Linked DNA regions of Hordeum vulgare: region 1 is linked to region 2. The links are chromatin contacts, called in public Hi-C maps. All regions are on one chromosome and are shown on one strand. The core of a region is the stretch at or near the end of the contact, and the rest is flanking DNA. Distances in the headings are between cores, read along the strand shown. Region 1 holds the start of LOC123412005 (probable calcium-binding protein CML15). Region 2 holds the start of LOC123440019 (alpha-glucosidase 2-like).

Region 1 (5,644 bases), core at 322-2,821, 250 kb after region 2:
ACGCTACGGCGGCTATGGTCGCGACGGTCTCTGATTAGTCCCTTGCGTCCATTGTGTGCCTCCGTCCCTTTTTCTTTGTCGACTTCCTTGCCAGCTCCTTCTTCATCTTGGGCGCGGTGGTGATCTTGGGGGGCGCGAGGCTTGCCTTTGCGGGAAGGGGTGGTCGTGATGTCGGACAAGGCGAGAGAGGCGAGGCTGGCGGCATCGAGTCCGTCGTCCATGGCGAGCGGCTGGGAGCGCGCGGGCGAAAGGGTTTTGAGAAAGCGGAGGGAAATGGGAAGGCTTTGCCACCGACCGGCGGGTCAAGTGAGTAGTTTGCGCGCGACACGCGCGTCCGTCTCGTGTCCACGCCGACGCAAATCGGTCTTAAAATGGATAGAAAATGGATTGACATGCGGATGAAAAAACGACACACGTCAGTTTTGATTGATGCGTTGGAATGATTTTTCTGTCCGTTACTATCGAAACGAACGTGCACACACAAATCGGTGCGTTGGAGTTGCTTTGAGACACAAAAAATAGAGAGAAAAGGAATCAGTGCTCCACACGCACCCGGTGATTTTGATGCAATCCTTTCGTCATTGCGTCCATGGCAACTAGTCACCGCTAGGCAGAAAGCAACCCCTTGTTGATGCCCCCCACCCGTTGGATCAACACGTCACTTGCAGCGGCCTCGCCGTTGGTGCAAACGACGGGCGGGCGGGCTTGCTTTGCCGCTCCTCCCCGTCGTCCCGTGCAGTCATGTCTCGCGACGCGACCTATCCATGACGACGACTACGACGTGACATGAACATGACCATGACAGAGCACCGACTACTCTGTCCTCGTCCCACACACAACGCCAAACCAACGGGCCCCCCGGCCCCCGGTTTCGCAGGCACCAGCCGAACGCGACGCGACCCACGGCCTCCACGTCGCGCACGGACGGCGACGCGGCAGCGAGCCATAGGACGCGCGGAGCACCTAGCCAGCGCCTGCCGCCGTGGGAGCCGCTGCCGCTGCCACGGACGCGATCGCGGCCACGTAGGCCGGTGGTGTTTTGGGCGCGCACGGCCGGCGTTCACCACCATATCGTATCGTAGAAAGTCTGCGATGCTGCGTGTGGCAAACGAGGCTCGGCGACTTGGCTTGCACCGCACGCGTGGTCGTTCCGAAAAAGAAAGAAACAAAGGAGTCGCGATAGGTACCGCCACGGCAGCCGAACGCGCTCCCGCCGCAAAGCTCCATCCATCCAGTATTCAGTCGGTATTCCCCCGCCCCGCCCCGCCGCGCCGCAAAAACAGGGGCGCGCGTCCACCATGCATGGCATGGCAGCCCTATCCGTAACGGGGTAAGCAAAGTCCAACGGAAAAGACGCGCAAACAATAGCAAAATCCGTCCGCGCGGCTCCTCCGAAAGGTTAGGCGCCGGGAAGGCTCCAGACCCCACCTGTCAACCCCCCCTCGCCCCCTCTCACGCGCAACAGAATCCTTAACGGCAGCAACAACCCAAAAAACGCGTCCCCCTCCCTCCCGCCCTCCCTCTCCGCGCGCCTCGCCTATAAGTACGCCCCGCCTCCCGACCTCCACATCGATCCTCATCAACCCGCCTGTTAACCTCGCACAAGACAAGATCATCACCCAACCCCAAGTTTCCGTCCACCCCTCCATCCCGCAGCGACAACACCATGGGCAAGATGCGGTCACTCTTCTCACGGAGCCGGAGCGGCAACGGTGGGAGCCGGCGGTCCACCTCCTCCTCCAGGTCGTCAGCGCCGCCGTCGCCCGCGCGCGGGGCCTCGAGGGAGGACGAGATGGAGCGCGTGTTCCGCAAGTTCGACGCCAACGGCGACGGCAGGATCTCGCGGGCGGAGCTGGCGGCGCTCTTCGAGAGCGTGGGCCACGCGGTCACCGACGACGAGGTGGCGCGCATGATGGAGGAGGCCGACGCAGACGGCGACGGCTACATCAGCCTCGCCGAGTTCGCCGCCATCAACGCCGCGCCCGACGCAGCCGTCGAGGAGGACCTCCGCCACGCCTTCCGCGTCTTCGACGCCGACGGCAACGGCGTCATCTCCCCCGCCGAGCTCGCGCGCGTGCTGCGGGGGCTCGGCGAGGCCGCCACCGTCGCGCAGTGCCGCCGCATGATCGAGGGCGTCGACCGCAACGGCGACGGCCTCGTCTCCTTCGACGAGTTCAAGCTCATGATGGCCAACGGCGCCGGGTTCGCCATCGCCCAGGGCAACGTCCGCGCCTGAAGACCGTCCGTCTGTTCCTACATTCTTTTGCGAGACCGTGTAAATACGCCCGACCACCCACCGCCAAATACTTACTTACTACTACTAGCTTTATACATAGTCGCAGATCACACCAACATTATCGGTGTGCGATTAATTTTGATGTATATATGTTATCGGAATTGCTGTATCGACGCTGAAGAATAATCCTCTAATGTCGAATTTTATGTGCACTTATCTATATTATTTGCCATCAGATTTCCAAATGCCCATCAGCGGTTCTTGCTGTTGAATGCTTCCACAACTTCCATTTTTTTGCACTTTTATGTCTAATTCTAGATAGTAACACCAGCCGGATTTGTCAGTTATTATGATTAGTTGTCTATTTGGCGTCAGATTACTTCCACTTTCTTTCAGTTTCATGCCAAATTCCATCTGTAACACGCGGCCGGATTACTTTCTTGAAGTGATTAAGAGGGAGCGAGCTTCATGTGAACTTTTCTACTCCTATGTACGTACCTGATGCAAACCGAGAGCCGTGAGGATTTGATAAATGAAAGGGACATGTACATGTGTCCCAGGCTCGCTGGCTGCCGTTGTTTTCGTCAAAGACAATCATTCTGCCCGAGTAGAGTATATAAACAACAAAACCTCTAGTAGTTGTAGCCCAAACCTGCAATGCATCTGATGAAATTGACAGTTGAGCTAAAGCTGCAGTTCCAAAAACAATGACACGACGCCAAGAATCTCAAAAATAATTACAGTACGTCCTACCAACAATACTTGAGTGCCAAGTGCCATGATGATACCTCGTTCGCTCCCGTTCCTAAATATAAGTCCTAAATATACTTTTTTTAAGTTTCCATTAAAAAACTACATACGGATGTATATAGATATAATTTAAAATGTATATTCGTAAATATTTTTTGTATGTAGTTCATTAATAATATCTTCAAAATATATATATTTAGGAAGGGGGAGTATCGTGTTTGCTGTCTTTAGGACATGCACAGGACGCTACCGCGCTAGGACCGGACAGACAACCCACGACCTCCCCATCTTCAGTGAGATCACGCAGCCGCCAGGACAGATAACCCACGAGCTAGCTAGGCAGCTAACCCCTCGTCTTCAGCAACATTCCTGTAGAACATGCCTTCAGAAAGGTCCAGCTCTCTGGTTTCCCTTCACCCAAAAATAAATAAATTCCCTTGCTTTATTACAGAGTCCCGATATTTATCATACGTGTGACATATTAGACATTCGTTCATACACCGTGTGTGGCATACGCAGATGCAGTTCTCATGTGTCATCTGTCGACGAATATTAGAATTGTCCACACATGTGGGCGCAACTACTTGCCACACACCCAACAAATACTACTTATCTCCATCCTGTGCGTGTGGCACGAAGCAAATTTGTTCACATGTCCTGACGCACCTACGTTAGTTACCCGCGGAATGACACTTTAGTTACCTCCAGGGACGAAGCCAACATGCAAGCATAGGGGGGCAAGTTTGTTCATGGAGGGGCAAAGTTCATATAAAATAAAAAAATTAGCTACAACAACAATTATTATAGTAGATAAATCAATTTGTTAGGGGCGGTCTAGCCGACCCCCCCCCCCCCCGTCCCCCCCGTCCCCCCCCTAGAATCGTCCCTGGTTACCTCCAAAGATGGTAACTTTAGTTATCCGGGATGATAAATGTAGTTGTAAAAACATGATAACTCTCTTTGTTTTGATTAATTATAGTTACCCGCAAGGTGACATTTTAGTTATCCGAGGATAGTTGTTATGTGTGTTTACCTAGTTGTCACGTATGGTACAACCATAGTTGCCATGTATGGTTAATTATAGTTGCCATGAGTGTTTACCCGGTTGCCACGTACACACAAATGCACTTGTCATCTAGCAACGAATCATAGTTGCCACGTTTGTTTACCTAGTTGTCACATACGCGCAACTGCACTTGCCATCTAGCAACGTATGAGCGTCGTGTGGACGAAGAGCGGTTCGCCCACAACGCGTGGACTAGGTGGTGAATGTGCGGATAGAAACTGATTCACCCACACGACGCAGCTGCAACCGTGCGTTGTGGATCGCGTGGGCGAACTCTCCAACGTCCACACACACGATGATGCCAACGTGGCACTGAAATTCCAACATATTTCTTCAAGATTAGTGCAAAACAGAATCAACGTGGATCAACGCGAGTGAACAAAGTGCAAACATGTCATACGTGTGGGTGATATCATTTGGGTTATATTATAAAGCAACCTCACCAATCATAGAGCATCTGTCGGGAAGAACACCACATCAAACCAAAAAAAAACAAGAAAAAAAATGCTCACAAAAGCAGCTCGACGAAGCACGGATGACCTTCCACCACCGCGCACTCCAAAGTCGTCCCACCGTACTCCTAGACTCCGAACCGGCGCGTACCAAGCATCACCTTCAAGAAGAAATGTGACGATGACTACGTTGCTGCCCTGACATGTCCTAGGGTTTTCCCCGGCGCACGGAGGGGAGTAGCGAGTGGGTACATCCAACACCCTTCAGGAAGGAACGACGACACCTGCAGGCGTCATCGTGTTGGTACCAGATGAACCGGCAGGGATTACTCCCGGACCCAAAACACCACTACCTGACCGATCCGAGGCCTTTCAACCAGCTTGCCATCCACCAGCATGCGCCACCACAGTCTCGCTGTCACTCACGTCGTCTCACTGAGAACATCATCACAAGGCATAGAGGACGGATAATGAGAGTGCCAGGAAGCGGGGACGGCAACACCGAAGCCGCACAGGAGAGAACCAGAGAGCCACACCATCGACAGAGGAGCCGTCTGCTCGCCTAGGCCCAGACGGGACCCAAAGGGGCCCGATCTGAGTCGAGCGGGCACCGCAACCCAGCGCTGCAACACATCTCCATCGCTAACGATAGAGCCACCGCGTTGCAAATCCCTCACGCCTGTGTCAGTCGCCCCGCCGTCGCCTGGGAGCATCCCTCAAATCTACACCGCCCCGCGCTGAAATGTCTCCGAGAAGGGAAAAGCTGGGCATCAGCGCCGCCTGGGCCTGACCCGGCGAAGGACGCCTGCGACGACGGAGGGAAAGAGGGCGGGGAGTGGTGTCGAGGAGAAGGAGTCGGAGACGCGGCCGGTCACCTGCGGGGGGTGACGCGGTCACGAGAATGCTTCAAGCAAGCGCGCCTTTTCTCGGGAAGGTCCAGCTCTATGAAGTTTTTCTAGCGGTCTCTCATCCCACGTGTAGTTAGGACAACTATAACGCGGATCACCTAACCCTATGACACAAAATATCCGTGGACACGCTAGGCCGTGTCTATAGACATCCATAGGGGTGGAGGCCATCAATTGCACTCACTAGATGTCTCCATCCTCATTTTAACAAATGTACCTAGATCAATAGTAA
Region 2 (6,339 bases), core at 3,664-6,163:
AATAAAAGACATATATTACAAAAAATATATCATTAGAAACTTTAGATGTTCTATTTTTTAATGATATAATTTTTGTGTTAAACAATATATTTTATATAAGTCAAATTGATGACCTAGATACACGTGCACGCCTTATAAACTGTGATGGAGGGAGTACTTTCATGTAGTAATTAACATAGAACATGAAGTACTTACACTATCAAACGTGAAGCATCTAAAACCATCCATATAGTCAATATCCATCCAAATCACATCACAAGGAATGCCTTTCTCTCTAAAAGTTCTGACAACCTGTGGAAATGGCACAAAACATTTATGCCTGAAAGTGCATTCAGAGAGAGAGAGCACTAAAGAATTGGTTAGCTTCATATGATTGTATATCTTTAAATAGACTTGGCTTATTGGTGCACTTAGTTCAGCCTAGTTTTTTAGGATCTGAACTTATAAAAATCAGGTTGGTTATATTCCACAATTAAACAGTGCCTAAGTTGTAATTGTTTTCATAACACCTCCTCCCCTCTCACCCACCATGACATCTGAGATCGTTCCACTATGGGCCTCTTTGATTCAACGAAATTCTAAAGGATTATAAACGATAGGAATTTTCCCTATATGGGTTGTTTGACTCGTAGGATTAGGGTCTCTTTGATTCGCAGGATTGTCAAGGCGCAGGAATAGGAAAATGCAGGAATAAGGTGGCATGTCCTATAGTACCCTACAGGATTTGAGAGAATGTTTGATAGTGCAGGAAAAACAAAGGAATCCTACAAAGAGGTTTGAGTGGATGGAAATTTTCCTCCAAAATGTAGTACAAATGGATCATATGAAAAAATTCCGAAGGATTCCAATCCTGCGAATCAAACGACAATCACAGGAAAAATTCCTAAGGGTCCAAATCCTCCAAAAAAAACTATGAAGTTCATTTGAATCAAATTGTACTTTTTCTTGGTATTCATTTTGTACTAGTTTTAATGGGAAAATTCCCATCCACTCCAACCTCAAGTGAAGAATCCTACGTTTTTCCTGCATACAATCAAACACCCATGCTAATCCTGCAGTATTGAAGATGGCATGCCACTCCATTCCTGTGTTTTACAAATTCTGCGAATCAAAGGGGCACTATGCATTTTGGATAACCTTGACTTTGTACTTGTTATGTTTTCCCCTATTGGACGAAACAATGATGCCACCATCAATGGGTTTACAAGAAATCGAAACATTATAGATAATATGTGGGCAAATCCTATTTTTGTATACCTATGCATTTTTTGTGGGGTTGTGTACATATGCATTAGCAACAAGATAATAGCCTTAACACATATGGAGTCTACAATGAACTCTTGCGGCAGGCGCCACCTGCCGCTTCTTAGTTCATATATGCATGATATGCAAGATAGTGAACTGAATATTACTTAAACAGTAATAACTATACACTTTTATTCACCTTACTGAAGGGTAGGAATTGTTGCCCCTAGTATTTCCTTCAGAAAAAAAAATGCATGTAGAAATAAAAATCCACTCTGTCAAGAAAAATACCTTGAGTACTTTCTCAGAAGAATCATAGCTCCAGCGACATTGATGATAGCCAAGAGACCATTTTGGGGGCATGGCCACAGTCCCTGCAATGGGTATTTTTTATTTATATTTTTAAGTGGATGTCAAGTTAAATACTAGGTTCCCTAAATGTTATTATTTGGACAAACGCAAAGTCAAAATTTCAAAACTTTGATCACTTATAACATTCAAAACACTTAGATTGAAAGGACAATTTTTATGGAACTGGAGGGAGTAACATATCCACATATAAGTTCCAACTTTGGGTTATGCTATGACCAATTAGATAAATGTAATTACTAATTAGCAAAACGAAGCAAGAAAACTGTGCTAGATAGCGCATGGCTCTTGGGGTCAAACTGCAGACACAATACAGAGATATGATGCACACCAAAGAGCTACTGCAATACTACAATTTTCCAGTGGCTCAATTGTTCTAAGGAATACTTCACTCTGAATATATTTAGCAGTGCCAAGCTCCAACTAATAATGCAAAATCAGTTAGACTTAGAACTGTATATTGTGCACACCCATATGATAACTTGTATACTTTTTCTTGTCAAAATGGAATTAAATTTTATAGAAAACATGCCTACTTCCATACTAGAGCAAAGATATACAGCTTCAAGAGTTTCTATACAGTATGATTAAAGTTCAAAGCACTGGACATGAAAGGTACATCTGATAAACATTTAGTACGGGAAGAGATTGATTATGAGACGAGAAATACCTATTGCATGGGACAATGACATCATAACTTCAGCTGGAGAATTGTATGGTCCAAAAGTAATGACAGGGTAAGCAGATGGGGCAGAAAACTTCATAGTACATTCTTGCCTCAAGTCAATCTGACATAGTAAATGACAATTAAGTTAAGAGAAACAGATCAGTTCATCATATAAGCTACAGAGAAATTCAGGGAACATACCTCACATCGCCGTGTGGTGTCAGCTAGGACACCGAATGCCTTTCCATCAGGGAGGACAGCCAAAACCCAAGGATGTGATTGATATAATGAAGTAGTCCCTGGCCCAAAACCCCATGCATCTGTGTTCCAAGTGAAAACCTAATGGGGAGATACCAAGAGAGACCAAGAGAGGAAATTATTTCATTTGTTGAGGAAGCAGGAATGGGACATAACTATACGTTCATCGAAGACCCATACTCGTTTCCCAGTTCTTTCAAGTGGACCACTAGCTTCTCCTGTGCCGTAGAAAGACGTCCCAGAAGGAAGCTGCTTGTTGAAAGGATATCAAGTTAGTAGATAAACTACATACGTTCAATATTTTAGCAATATTACAGTTGCAAGGATACGGTATCAGAGGGCGTAAAGCCGTAAACACATCATTATCATGTTAAGAGATAATGCACATTACCCTCCTGAACTATGGGCTGATAAAGCATAAACCCAAATAACTTTATAGAAGAAACCCCTTAACTCTAAAAACAATTCACTTACCACCTTCTATCCAAACTTAATGTTCATTATTTGTTTGTTTTTTGAGAAAACGCAAAGCTTGCACCTCGATACATTGATAATCGAACACTCAAGACAAGAACACGACAAACAGCCGGCGGACAGACATTACAACTGACGCCACCAAACAGACCCTGGCCTAGATGCCATCCACAGAAGCACCAAGCACACTAAGCCTACCAAACCCCTGCCACAGGAAAAGAGAATCTGACTCTGCAGAAAATGGGAAGAATTGGGCCTCTTCCACTTTGGAGAAGCAAGTCGATGGCATCGTGGACTATGAGCTTCCGACCGCAAATTGTGCCGAGGCCTAGAACTGCCAATCGCCGCTCGCAACATGAGCGCTGCACCACCATACATCGCTGCGTTTTGATAAAGAAACGCTTGAAGTCATAGGAGGAATGCATCCCACATGTTGAGTTCACCTACAATCGCGCTCTCCACTCAATATCATGCAAGAGTCCATTTGAGGTGGTGTGCGGCTTCAACCCACTCACACCCCTCAATCTACTTCCACTATCATTCCAAGAGAGGTCACGTATGGATGCTAACAAACGAGCGTACATCAAGAAGCTCCATGAGTCTACCAAGGCCAACATCAAGCACCAAGTGCAACACCAAGCCGCCAAGGTTAACAAGAACTGATGTTTGACGATCTTCAACCCCGATGATCTCGCTTAGGTACACCTTCAGAAGAAGCAATTCCCAAAGCAGAGGAAGTCCAAGCTTATGCCTAGAGGAGATGGACCTTCCTAAATCCTTCAAATGACAACGCCTACAAGACCGACCTTCCCAAGGACAAGTATTCCGCGAGCAACACGTTCAACATCACCGATCTCTCTCCCTGTCACAGTGTCGAGGACGACTCATTTTCAAGAGAAGAGATGATACGCCAGGTTCCTCGGGCATCGTCATGCTAAGCAAGGAAGGACATGTTGGACCAGTGACAAGCGAACATGCAAAGGCAATCCAACGCAATATGTATATGATATATTTCTCGATGATACGTTCGAGGATTGGCTACTACCTAACTTTTCCTTGGACTGACCTAGCTTTTTCCCCCTTGTTTCCAAAAGTAACTTGCCTTGAAAGCAGCCTTTTCAAGTGTTGGTAGCAGAACGTTCTATCAATCAGGGTTTTTTTTTTTGCTGTGAAAGACCAGGTTTAAAATGAACAATTTTACAGTATCCCTAAGCATGACATTAACACAATCCATACGACACCCGCAGATCAAACACATAAAAGCACGTCGACATTGCCAAAATAATTACCACACGCGCGCATCAGCATCACATGCTTCTCTTTCTCATCCTCCAGCCAGAGAGTCACTCGCAGTAAAAGAGTAGCACGTCTGTGCGAACCACGCATACCTTAATCACGACCTTCTGCACATTCCCGGCCACCTCGCACGCCGGCACGACCGCGGGACGATCCCCGCCCTCGCGCGGCTCCTCCCGCCGCCGCGGCTCGGCGAACGACAGGCTGGGCCCGGCCGCGGAGCGCGCGCCCTCCGACGCGTCGAACCGGAACACCCCCTCCTCCAGTACGCGCACCCAGACCATCTCCCCGACGGGCGCGGCCATCGTCGCCACCACCCCCGCCGCGGCCGCGGGCGGAGGACTCGCGCGGAAGCACCTGCGATGACCTCAGCGCGGTGAGGGATCCAGACCGGAATCGCGGATCGACGCTGGAGCCGGGAGAGCGCTCGGGGATGGAGGTCGATCGGAGGAACGAACCTGAGAGGAGGGAGCCGAGGGGCGTGTGGACTGCCTCGGTAGGAGTGGGCGTGGGAGTGGGCGTGGGAGGCGAGGAGTGGAGGTGCGGCCCTCTGGGTGCACGGAGCCAGCATCTCTTCTGTACAGTGGAGCCGATCGCGATTTGCTCGTTCGCTTGCGTGGTTTCGGATTTGATAATTAATGCGGACTGGCAGTGCCTGTCTACTTTTGTCTTGGATCCAGGTGTCTGACGGTATGGGCACTGTAGCTCCGGCGTTTCTAGCTCGGCGCACGGCATGCAGCCCACCTGTCATGTGGGATAGGGTCTGTTTGGTTGCAAATAAATTTTATCAACGTGAATGCTAAAAGCATCTCTAGCAGTCCCGTATAATGTTTTGAGCTGTAAAATAGTCGTCAAAATATATGTCTGTATGAAAAAGTTGCTCGTTCAAACCCTGTAAACGTGTCGGATCTGTAAATATTTTTACGGGACACGGTAAAAAGTTCCTCCCGATCTGCAAAACACAGTTTTCGCATCCGCTTCTACTGTTCCTTATATGGAGATAAAGCAATTGGCGAGAGCGTGCCACGGAAACTTTCGCATCCGCGGTCCACGTCCACCGTACGCCGCCCCGGACGTCCCCGAACATCGGCCGACCGTCCCATGACGCCGCCCCGCTCGTCCTGACTGGATTCGGCGTCGGCGATGGAAGCTAGCTAGCTAGCTCCGGACTCCTGGATGAATTCCACGAGCGGAGCTAGCTAACTCTAGATGGATTCGTGGACATTGGAGCTAGTTATCTAGCTCCTGAATGGATTCGTGGACGGAAGAACTAGCTAGCTAGCTAGCTCCTGGATGGACTCGTGAACGGAGGAGCTAGTTATCTAGCTCGTGGATAGATTCATGGACAGAGGAGCTACTAGCTTCTCGATGGATTCAGGGATTGGCAACTCCGTATTTAGGAACAAATTTAGTTGATCATGACACGAGCGAGAGAAAGAAGATGTGGAGGAAAATGTAAACGAAAATTCGATTTACAGTTTAAGTTTAAGGGCTCTGTTCCGCCGTAGCTCGAGCCAACCCTTAAAAAGCATCTTGCGCGAATATCCTTTTTTACAGGTTTATTTTGCGGGGTCTGACTCTGCCCTTCCCCGCGCCGGCTCGTAAAACCGTTTTTTTGCAAACTATAAACGTGTTTTACGGGTCGGCGTTATACGGGTCTGCTAGAGATGCTCTAACTTCCAATATTGCAACAGATCTGCACGCACTCGGCGCCGCAGGATCGGGATCGCACGATCGCTAACGAACATTTATCTCATGGCGAGAAAAATAAAAGGGCGAGGAGTGGAATCGAACCCCCGATCTCATTGACGTGCGACACCACACTAACCATCCCACCTAGATCTCGTCGTTATCACAAAAGGCCAGGCTTCGAATATAACGTGTTGTTGCTTTTTGTTAAGATTAAAAATCTGAACGCTTCCGCATACTTCCCCTCTTGATCCCTTGATTCGTTTTAGTACCAATTTTACTGATTTTTATTTCCTTCTCTTGAAAACCATAGTACATTTGATTTTGATTTGATTTTTTTG

The links. A called contact is a pair of places that touch in the nucleus more often than the background predicts.
Region 1: a contact with region 2 is called in a Hi-C map of seedling, with 1.9 times the contacts expected there. The contact joins the promoter of LOC123412005 here to the promoter of LOC123440019 in region 2. A contact is called at or near these places in 2 of 6 Hi-C or Micro-C datasets (leaf and seedling) and 1 of 1 datasets of contacts at active chromatin or transcription factors (embryo).

The regions. Positions count from the first base shown.
Region 1 is chr1H:394,922,126-394,927,769 of MorexV3_pseudomolecules_assembly, forward strand. It overlaps LOC123412005 (probable calcium-binding protein CML15), which reads left to right and starts at 1,572. Exons shown (of 1, transcript XM_045104964.1): 1 at 1,572-2,456. The coding sequence starts at 1,667. The coding sequence ends at 2,236.
Region 2 is chr1H:394,670,928-394,677,266 of MorexV3_pseudomolecules_assembly, forward strand. It overlaps LOC123440019 (alpha-glucosidase 2-like), which reads right to left and starts at 4,914. Exons shown (of 23, transcript XM_045116615.1): 1 at 4,768-4,914; 2 at 4,402-4,666; 3 at 2,720-2,788; 4 at 2,483-2,620; 5 at 2,285-2,402; 6 at 1,537-1,619; 7 at 196-291. The coding sequence starts at 4,880.